Regions from separate parts of the Sus scrofa genome. Here region 1 is linked to region 2. Evidence: chromatin contacts called from public HiChIP or PLAC-seq data. All regions are on one chromosome and are shown on one strand. The core of a region is the stretch at or near the end of the contact, and the rest is flanking DNA. Distances in the headings are between cores, read along the strand shown. Region 1 holds the start of LOC106510645 (myotubularin-related protein 9). Region 2 holds the start of TXLNA (alpha-taxilin).

Region 1 (5,385 bases), core at 723-3,222, 53 kb before region 2:
CTGGGATTAATCATCATCTTGTGACGTTTCTGTTTCTGTGACATTTCTTCATTTCCTTTTTTCTTTTCTTTTTTTTTTTTTTTTTTTTTTTTGTCTTTTTGGGGCCGCACCTGCAGCACATGGAAGTTCCCAGGCTAGGGGTCGAATCAGAGCTGCAGCTGCTGGCCTACGCCACAGCCACAGCAATGCCAGATGTGAGCTGCATCTTTGATCGACACCAGAGCTTGCAGCAATGCCAAATCCTGAACCCACCGAGTAAGGCCAGGGATGGAACCTGTGTCCTCGTACTAGTTGGGTTTGTTATTGCTGAGCCACAATGGGCTGCTCCGCGGCATATGGAGTTTCCCAGGCTAGGGGTCAAATTGGAGCTGTAGCCACTGGCCTATGCCAGAGCCACAGCAACTCGGGATCTGAGCCGCTTCTGCAACCTGCACCACAGCTCACGGCAACGCCAGATCATTAACCCACTGAGCAAGGGCAGGGATCGAACCCGCAACCTCATGGTTCCTAGTCGGATTCGTTAACCACTGCGCCACGACAGGAACTCATGTGACGTTTCTTAATTGTAGTTTCAGGCGTCAGGATGTCTCTGGTTTAAGATTATCTGGCTAGGGAGTCCATGGCTTCGGGCTGATGAGCTGTTACCTCATCTTGCCCTGGAGAAACAACTGGAGTTTGTCTGTTAATGACGATATCTAGAATAGCAATTTTAGTACATTAGTGATGTTACTGACAACAGCAATTTTAGTCACCTCACTCTGGTTGATTATTCAGTTAGCACAAGATTATGGTCAAAGGGGACAAAAAGGGGATTAAAGTTTGGATAGAGAGAATCATAAACTCAGTAAGAGAACTTGCTTTTATTTTTTTTTAATTTTTATTTTATTTTGTTTGTTTTTTTGTCTTTTTTAGGGCCGCACCCGCGGCATATGGAGGTCCCAGGCTAGGGGTCTAATCGGAGCTGTAGCCACAGCCACAGCAACGCCAGATCCAAGCCGGGTCTGTGATCTACACCACAGCTCATGGCAATACTGGATCCTTAACCCACTGAGCGCGGCCAGGGATCGAACCCACAACCTCATGGTTCCTAGTCGTTGTTAACCACTGAGCCACAACGGGAACTCCGAAAAAATAAAAATCTTAAAAAAAAAAAAAAAGAAATGCAAAAAAAAAAAAGAGAGAGAGAGAGAACTTAGTTTTAGGGGGACTTGGTTTCAGTGATACTACCCTAATTTCTGACAGCATAGATTCGCTTTGCCTTTTTGTATACTTTCCAGTGTTCTCAACTTCAGCATGGATCAGAATTGCCTGGAAAGCTTGTTTAAGCAGATTGCTGGGCCCCATTCCCAGAGCTTCAGATTCAGTGTATGTCAGGTAGGGCCTGATAATTTGCATTTCTGAGGAATTCCCATCCCAGCTGATTTCAGCTGGTCTGGAATTTTACAATTCGTACTCTTTTATGTCTGATTCCTTTCACAGAGTGGTTCCAACTTTATGTTTATATGATGGGGGGGAGGGTCCACCGATGACTTCATTATTTGAAAGAAGGGTCTTGCACACACACAAAAGCCTGAAACCTGGTAGACCAGAAGGCTCGTTAAAGGCAGGGAGACATTTCTTCTTGGTAATCAGCCTTTAACACGGTGTAGGCATCAGTGTTAAAGAAATATAAGAACACTTGGATGGATGGGTCTTCCAGCTTAAGTGCGTCTTTTCCCAGGCTGAAAACTCTGTGAACGGAACTTCCCTCGGCCATCCTTGCGTCTCAACACCCAATGTAAGGCCCAGCTCGGTGCAGAGTCCATTCATGTTTGGTGGAAGGATGGAGAGACGCGGGATGGGGCTTCTGTACCAGAAGTGGCCCCCATAGAGGGCGCCCTCAGGCAGGGACTTCCAGCTGTGGTGGGGGAGGGGCGCCAGCGACACAGCTGCTTGTGTTTAAGGTGGACCAGGGGATTTTCCCCCCACCCTGCCTCCGCCGTAGGGGAGGATGCAGACAGTTCCCCGTTTCACATCTACCCTTTCTACCCCTTCCACCAGGGTACAGGAGAAAGACGGTCTTTTCCTTTATTTTTTGAAATCAGTGGGAGTGCCAGCTCCCCAGAATTAAAAACAACAGCAACACACAAAAATGAGGTCCTCCGGCAACTCAGGCAGGAGGTAAAGGGCTTTACCAAGGTTATTCTCCCCATTTCACAGATGATGAAATTGAGGTTTCCTTAACAGTTTCTACTAGCCCCAGGGTCTCACTAAGAAGTGTTGGCAATGGGGGGGGGGGGTCCTGTGACGCTGTGTGATCTTTTCCTCCAAGGGGCCTCCTTAACAGCTGTCCTGCCGGCGTCGCCAGCTGCCCAGCCAGTTCCTGTCCCTTTCGGAGTCCGCGCTCACCCGCCTGACGCTCCTAGAGTCTGTCCTCCTGTCGGGCCCCAGGCCCTCCGCTGGAGGAATGGAGTTCTCGGAGCTGATACGTACGGGCCAAGCCCAAGCCGAGCTCCTGCGGGGCTCGGAGACGCCCCCGCTGCGCGGCACGCTCTGCGTCACCGGCCACCACCTGCTGCTGTCGCCAGGGGCCCAGGCGACTCCAGATCTGTGGCTGCTGCTGTTGCGTAGTGTCGACTCCATCGAGAAGCGGTGAGAGACGTGGCGGCGACGTCCGGGTAGTTGGGGAGCGCGCGGCTCCGCAGGGAGAGGGGGAAGGGCAAGCGCTGTTGGAGCTGGTGCGCCCCTGCATAACGTGCGACCCTACGAAACTCCCTTCTCCTCCCCTGGTCGGGGGCGGGGGACATTAAGCCTAAACCCGTACATCTCTAGGGTCGAGGGTGACTCCGGCACCATCACGCTGCGCTGTAAGGACCTGCGAGTGTTGCAGCTAGAAATAGAGGGCGTGGAGGCGACGCTGGACATCGCCCGCTCCATCGAGGTCCGCCAAGGGTGCACCAGAGGCCCTTAAGCTACCTATCCCTTAACGAGGGGGTCAGCGGGGGTTATCGCTCAAGGGGACCCAGCATCCAGTGTTATTCTGGAGCAAAGCTAATGGCAAAGAGATGCAGAGGGTTCTGGAGTAGATGGAGAGGCGAGAGCTGCGGTGCGGAGGGCTGGATTCCAACCTTTCCCAGATGCCTTGACTTCCTTCCCAGGCGCTGTCCTCCCTGGAATCAGTCATCACCTCCTTTCCATTCTTCTACCGTCCCAAGAGCTTGAGATTGGGCGATGCCTGGCACTTCCACCCGCCCGAAAGCTACTACAAGAGAGTAGCTCGCGAGGTGGGCGCGGTCGTGGGGGCCTGGGAATGTGGAAGAGCCGGCCCTGGAAGGGGAGCAGGGACGGGGCACTCACTGGGAGCCCTAGACCTGATCTTTGCTCCTTCTTGTGCCACAGACCAACGCTTGGCGGCTGAGCGAGGCGAACGAGGACTTCAGTTTGTGCCCCAGTTACCCCCGCGCTGTGATCGTGCCTCGAGCGGTGAACAACGATGCCCTGGCGCGCAGCGCCCGCTTCCGCCAGGGAGGCCGCTTCCCGGTTCTCAGCTACTACCACGCTCCCAGCGGAACTGTGAGCCCCGCCCCTCCCCAGACCCCGCCGCTAGAAGCCTCTGCTCCCTCCTTGGGTCTTCTCTGCACTGGTCTGGCCAGTTCGTTGCCCGGCTGTTGCCTGGCGGCTGTTGCGGGGCTCCGGCTCTATTCTGGCTCTGCCCCCCTCGGCTCAATCCTGCTTTCACCGACGCGGACCCCGCCCCTCTCTCCGGTTTTCGGAGCCTCGCCTATGTCCCGCCCAGACTTCGGCTGGTTTGGGCCCCCTGGAGCCTCGTCCCTCCTTTGTCAACCCATGACCCACCCACGGTCTACCCATCAGGTCCCTACCCACTCCGGCCACAAGCCACCCAGACCTGGGTCCGACGCCCATGGGCCTTCTGCGCCCCTTCCGGCTCTAGCCCTGCTCCAGTGTGTATGTAGCCCTGGCCTAGGGACCCTATGAACAAAGTCCCTGAACCAGGGCTAGGTGGGTAAGGCTTCCGGAGCCGAGTCCTTGTTCCTTGTTCGCAGGCGGTGCTACGTTCCAGCCAGCCCCTGACTGGGCCTCAGAAGCGGCGTTGTGCTGAGGATGAGGAGCTGCTGCGAGCTGTGCTGGCGGGGGCTCGCCCTGGGGCCCAGGGTTTCATCGTGGACACTCGCTCGACCCAGGCTGCCAAACAGGCGCGCATGACTGGTGGCGGCACGGAGTCCAAGGCTGCCTACCCGGGCTGGAAACGGCTGCACCGGCCCCTGGAGAGGTAAGGAGCCTTCCCACCCTCTCCTAACCTCTCTCCTGCAGGACTTTTCATGGTTGTGGTTGGGGGACGGGTGTATTCCAGAAACCTTGAGGTCTGACTGTTAGGTCTCTCCTGGAAACCATCCTGCCAAGTGGGCATCCCACTGACGGAGCCCATGCCTCTGTAGGCACAGCAACTCTGTGCCTAGAAAAAAGTACCTCTTTAAAACTCTTTCCTGGTTTTTCCAGGAACAACCTCACCACACAAACACACACCCCTCTGCACTGGTCCCAGCCCTGCCCTGAAGGCTCTGCCCACACAGCTGTCATCTGTTCCCTCTGTCTCCAGGTGCTGGTAGCACCACGAGGAGATCCTGAGGCAGTTTTTGTGCTTTGAGGAGAGTGGACTGCTTCCTTATCCAGAATACAAAACTCTGTTTATTCATTTATTCAACCCACATTGACCCGGCACAGAGGCTGAGATGGTGGCCAGCCCAGATGTGGCTGGAAGATCAGCAGTAAACAGGCAGCTGGAATTCAGTGTGGTATGTAGCAGCACAGAGAAGGCACCTGTCTCTTAGGTCATCCAGAGAAAGTTTCCCTGAGAACAGGATGCTTTAGCTGAGACCAGGGAGGAGGGGTGAGCCCCGGGCGGGGGTGGGGGGGACACTCCAGGTGGAAGGCGCTGCAGGTGTGTGGGGCAGGGAGCCCAGTCATCTGTCCTGGTTTTGGAACTGTGTGCACCTCAGTGTGATAGGAGTGTGGAGTGTGAGGAGGAAGCAGAGAGGGACAGATGGAGGTGGAGAGGCTGAAGGGGTGACAGAGCCCAGAGCAAAGGTCTTGTACGCCATGATTTTGAGCTTAGATTTTACCCTAAAGGCAGAGGGGAGCCACTGAAGGCTTTCAAACAAGGCTGACAAAGTCTCAATTAGATTTTCTGGCAGGAGGTTACTGGTGATCTAGAGCAGAACGGTTCCTGGGAAGTAGGAGCAGATACCAGAATCCCAAGAGCATCGTGTTGTCTTGTCCGGGGGGACTGTGTCAGACTGGGGTACTTCAAGGGTACTGTGACACCTTCATCAAATTGGGGGTTTCCCAGGGCATCCTCTGTTTCTTCAGAGGGCTAGGTGACCCCTC
Region 2 (5,266 bases), core at 112-2,611:
AGGGATCCTGTGTTGCTGTGACTGTGGTGCAGGCTGGCAGCTGTAGCTCCAATTCGACTTGAGCCTGGGCACCTCCATATGCCTAGGGTGGGGCCCTAAGAAACAGAAAAAAAAGAAAAAAAAAAAAAAGTTCCAGAAATGCCTCAAATAGGAATAGCAGTTACCCACTGCTGAAAGTGGTGTTTTTGATTTGCTGGTTGGGTGCCTCATTTGACTGCCAACCTGACTTAATCCTGTCAGAAGCTTCTCTCAGGAGAGTTCTGTCCCTGTGCTTAGGGTGGGAGGCTCTATCAACTCCCCAGCGCAGAGTGGGCACTCAAGGACTCAGTGGTGTCCTCCCCTCATTCTACATTTCCTCCCTTCTGGATAAACAGTGGCCTTGGCTTCTAACCCCAGAAGCTAGACTGACGCACCATAAACTCCTCCCCCTGCCCATTGGAAAAGCAGAGCTGGCACACACCCTCAGCCTTCCCTGGAGCCTGGCTGGTGGAACCTTCAGCTTCTGTCGTGGGAGCAGACTGGCTGGGCCGCCCCTGGCCTCCCTCTGGTCCTGCTTCCGGTTGCCCCGGGGTGTTTTTGGGGTTGGAAGTGTGGCCAGATTGCTTGGCAGCCCCATTCTTTTTGTCTTGGTTCTTCATTGTTGTTTGCAACGTTAGGTTATGAGCAGAACCTATAGAAACAAATACACTTGCTATTTTCCAGACTTTAAACAATTCTTCGCAGCCTGGATCTGATATCTCCACACCGGACCCGCAAAGCTTCTTAAACCGACCGGCCTTCCTCGGATGGGAGCCAGTGGGGCTCCCTATCTCTGGTCGGTCAGGGAAGTCTGGTGTGCCCAACAGCAGGGGAGAGGAGGCCTCCTTTTTCCCCGAAGCTACTTCCCCGGCACAACCCAGCCCTCTCACCACAGCCCGTGCGCCGGACAGGCTCAGGCCCAGGGACTGACGTGGCGGGACGCTGGATTCCCGGTTCCTCCCCGCCCCCCAGGCCCCACGTGTGCCCACCCCCCCGCGCGCGCGCGCAGCCACCCACGCCCCGCGCGCCCTCCAGCCGCGCGCTCCGCCCGCGCATGCGCACAGGCCTCGGCCCCTGCACTCCAGCCCGAGTCCTCGTGCGGAATCGGCGTAATTCCCTGAACCGTCCGAAGGCGTCGGGCCCCGGGCCCTCTGCTTGCCTTGTACCCCTAACCGACGCAATACGCACCCCACCGCCGACGTCCCGACGGCTTCTCCTGCTCTGGCCTCTCACCGGAAACCCTGGGTAACTGCTGCCGGCAGAGCCGCCTGCTCGCGCCGCGGCCAATCAATAGCCCGCGCTCTCGCGGGGCTTGCTGGGAAAGTTGAAGCGAAGGCGGCCTCTGAGGCGGGTGAGTTGGGAAGGCGGAGTGGGGGGGTGGAGGGACAGAAAGGACTACATGTCCCTCCATGCACCGGGCTGATCCCGACTCCCAAGCTGCAACAGGGCTTTCGTTCTTGGAGCCCAGACCCAGGAGGTCCGAAAGCAGCCAGTCATTCTGCACTGGTACTCACGTCAACCTCCTTTCCATCACGCAGAAGTTATGATTCAGCTCCCAGAGCCTTGCGCCTGGCTGCTTTTTCCCCGCACACCTCAACCCCGTCCTTCCCTCCTGCTGAGGATATCTGTGACTATCTAGGAACTCTGAGGACGAGGGATAAAATACGGTGCTGGACATCAGATCTGTATTCCTTCCAGTCCTAATTTCATCACTAATTTGTTATGTGACCGGGCATTCTTTTCATTCCCAGAGCCTCGATTTCCGTATTCCTATAGAAAATTTTAATAACAGTAGTTCTTTGAATGCTAGCTTTCCCAGTAACTACTCCAGATAAATACTGTAGTATTTGTTACTCTCAATTTACACCTGTTAGGTGATTGTCCAAGGTCACATAGCTATTGACTGATTAGAGCAGTTTCAAAGCCAGGAAGTCTGGCACCCATCTCAACTACTGGACTACCCTGCTTCTTACTCAGGAAGAAATAATCACCATGATGCGCTTTCCTTGAGGGTGAGTCAAGGTAACTTGGAAAAGTAAATACTTAATTTCCCATCCCCATTTCCACCTTGAGTCCCTCTTTGGAAGGTGCTGAGGCCCTGTAAGGGGAAGTTTGGTTTCAGCAGATTCCTGAGCCTTTTCTTTGGCCCACTCCTACCAAGTCCCAGTTGCACTGGTGCTAAAGGGGAAAAATAGCCAAGCTTTTCTCAAAATGTGAAATCACAATTCTTTTTCCATTTGTCTGTAGACAACAGAATAAAACACAGCAACCTATGTGCTTGGATTTTTTTTTTTTTTTTTTTTTTTTTTAAGGGCTGCACCTGCGGCATATGGAAGTTCCCAGGCTAGGGGTCTAATCAGAGCAGTGGCTGCCAGCCTGCACCACAGCCATAGCAACGCCAGACCCGAGCCACATCTGTGACCTACGCTGCAACTCATGGCAATGCCAGATTCTTAACCCACTGAGTGAGGCCAGGGATCGAACCTGTGTCCTCATGGATGCTAGTTGGATTCTTTACCTCTGAGCCACAACAGGAACTCCTGTGCTTGAAATTTAATGCCTAAATGGTTTTGCTTTTATTTCCTGTCAATCCTCCTCATCCCCTTGGCCTTTTAAAAAAAATTATTAAAGCGTAGTTGATTTACAATGTTTCGTCCCCCTCTGCCTTTTTTGTTCCAGCTATACTTTTACTGTTTCCAGGATTTCCCAGGTTTTTGCAGGTGCCATACCATTGTCGATGAAAAAAATGTTACCTGCCATATCAGTAAACAAAGGATGTTGCAGCCATCAAGCCATCACATTACAGCTGCCCAAAGGTGAGCCCTGGGGGAACTCAGGGTAGAAACAAATTGCCTGCCATCTAGCAGTCTGTGCTGCAGTCACCCTCCCGCCCAAGCCCATAGAGCACCCTGAGGAGACTCAGGATGAAAAAGCACCTGATAGTGGCCCCAGTTAGCTGAGTTGCATATCAAAGGAAATAAGCCCAGACTCTTGCATCTTCCCATACACAGAAAACTGCTAAATTCCTTAACTTGAAGTATCAGGTTTTCGTTTCTTTTCTTTTTCTTTTTGTCTTTTAGGGCCACACCCTCGGCAAACGGAGGTTCCCAGGCTAGAGGCTGAATTGGAGCTGTAGCTGGCTGGCCTACACCACAGCTACAGCAGTGCCAGGTCTGAGCCATGTCTGTAACCTACACCACAGCTCACGGCAACACCGGATCCTTAACCCACTGACTGGGGCCAGGGATCGAACCTGCATCCTCATGGATGCTAGTCAGATTCATTTCCTCTGAGCCATAATGGGAACTCCTCAGGTTTTCTTTAATTAACAGTAATTTACCTGCTGTTTGTTGAAAAAAACTATTATAGATCCTGGCTTCTCCCTTACGTCTTCAGAACAGTCTCTCAGAAGCTGCATCCTGGACTTAAGTACTCAGTTTTGTCTGCCAAATAAAACAACTCTCAACGTTTAGGTTGTGCTTTTTTTTTTTTTTTTTCCCAGTCAGCACCACCTTCCAAAATGCCCTTCTGAGTAAAACAAAACCTTTTGGGGCCCACCCACTTCAAAGAGCCTTTGCAGTGCTCTGCAGTTCATCCTAGCTCCCTAGGTGTGGAGAGAGTTCTGTTACATCACTAGCGATGAGGTGTTGAAATTATTGCTTACAAGTCCCTGAAAATTGCAATAACTCTTGGCTAAATTCTCTAGTCCTAAAGCCCAGCATCAGTCTGGGGGTAGAGAAGGCAGAGAATATTTTATTTAAAAAAAATTTTTTTTGGCTGCCCGGCAGCATAGGGAGCTCCCAGGCCAGGAATCAAATCTGAGCCACAGCTGTCGCAACACTGGATCCTTAACCCGCTGTGCTGGGCGGGGACTGAACCCATGTCCCAGAACTCCTGGAATGCTGCCAACCCCCACTGCACCACAGCAGGACCTCCAAGAATGTTTTAAATTGTGCAAACTGGGCATTGTTTTAGGGCTCTTAAGATGGTAAATGTTTCCCCTGGTTGAGGAGACTTCTGGGCAGTACTCTTCCCTATCCCATAGGCAGCATTTACCAGGTTACGGTGAAAGGTAATGTTGGTATAATCATATAATGGAACTCAAGCTCTGAAAGGTTTGAGATCCAAGTCTCTCAAAACTGAGGCCCTGATTACTTTCAGAAAAGCATATGGTTAATGGCTTAAGGAGATTAACTATGAATCAGGCCTTGATGGATTTCTATAGGAAGAGGGTGTTCTAGGCAGAGATAAAGAACATACCAGGACAAGGTATGCACGGGGTGAGCAGTGGGTGGCATGTGTACCAAGAAGGGTCAACAGTGGCCTACAGCTGAGTAATGAGCACAGCAGGCAGGCAAGGAAAGAAGATTTAGAAAGTTACTTTCTCCTTTGCCATAAAAGAAAATGGCAACAGTATTAGCACCTGCCAGTGAGTCAGGGAGCCCACTGGGAGTGGTGGTGACTGGTTAAATAGAGCTCTTGCCCATTGTTTTCAAGCAGAAACTCAGGCTCAGGAGTTCCAGATATTTTTAAAGATACATCTTTATTACTGTTATTTTTCAATATTGGCCACAAATTAAAATTTAAAACATACTCTATAAGCCAACCAAAACCTTCCTTTCGGATTGTATACACTTTTTGGCTGCTGGCTTGCAGCTGCTGCTTTAGGAATTGATCTAAACCAACGTGAGCAGTTTGTGAACTACTTTGGGCTCAAAGGGAGTGGCGAAGAAATGTGAAAATCCTTTAGAGAAACTCTAGAAAATGCAAACTGAACCATAGTGACAGAACTCCCGATTGGTGGTTGTTGGGAGTTAGGCAGGAAGAGGGGATTCCTAAGGGGCATGTGGAAACTTCTAGAGGTGATAGATAGGTTTCTTCACTATCTTGATTGTGGTGGTCTTGTGGATGTGTGTCAACACTTAACAAATTTTTTTAAATATGTTGCCATCTACTGTATGTCCATATTTCAATAGAGTTGATTTTAAAAATTTCTTTATAGCAGAATCAGGCTGTTGCAATTCTCAATTCCACTGTTGGGCCACAAGTTTAAACACCCTCTTTTCGCTCATTTCCAAAAAATCCAGTCTAGGATCATTCCAAAGAACACAATTTAGAACTTTGCAACAGGTTTTTATTTTTGCTTTGTATCTATTACAGTGTTTGAAACCTAAAGAAATACATTTTCTCTTCAAATTTGGATGTGTATATAAATATCATTTGTCTGTCTGGACTCAGCACACTCAGC

Evidence for each region. HiChIP or PLAC-seq counts read pairs in DNA pulled down with a chosen protein or histone mark.
Region 1: an H3K27ac HiChIP or PLAC-seq map of skeletal muscle shows a contact between it and region 2. The contact joins the promoter of LOC106510645 here to the promoter of TXLNA in region 2. A contact is called at or near these places in 1 of 5 promoter capture datasets (liver), 4 of 47 Hi-C or Micro-C datasets (embryonic fibroblasts, heart right ventricle, liver and 1 more) and 2 of 2 datasets of contacts at active chromatin or transcription factors (alveolar macrophages and skeletal muscle).

What each region holds. Positions count from the first base shown.
Region 1 is chr6:88,709,435-88,714,819 of Sscrofa11.1, reverse strand. LOC106510645 (myotubularin-related protein 9) reads left to right here and starts at 1,972. Exons shown (of 11, transcript XM_021095804.1): 1 at 1,972-2,160; 2 at 2,312-2,631; 3 at 2,812-2,920; 4 at 3,138-3,263; 5 at 3,379-3,552; 6 at 4,044-4,270. The coding sequence starts at 2,447.
Region 2 is chr6:88,656,146-88,661,411 of Sscrofa11.1, reverse strand. It overlaps TXLNA (alpha-taxilin), which reads right to left and starts at 1,361. Exons shown (of 11, transcript XM_003127774.6): 1 at 1,207-1,361; 2 at 461-670. The coding sequence starts at 638. KPNA6 (importin subunit alpha-7) reads right to left here. Exons shown (of 14, transcript XM_021095806.1): 14 at 5,131-5,266.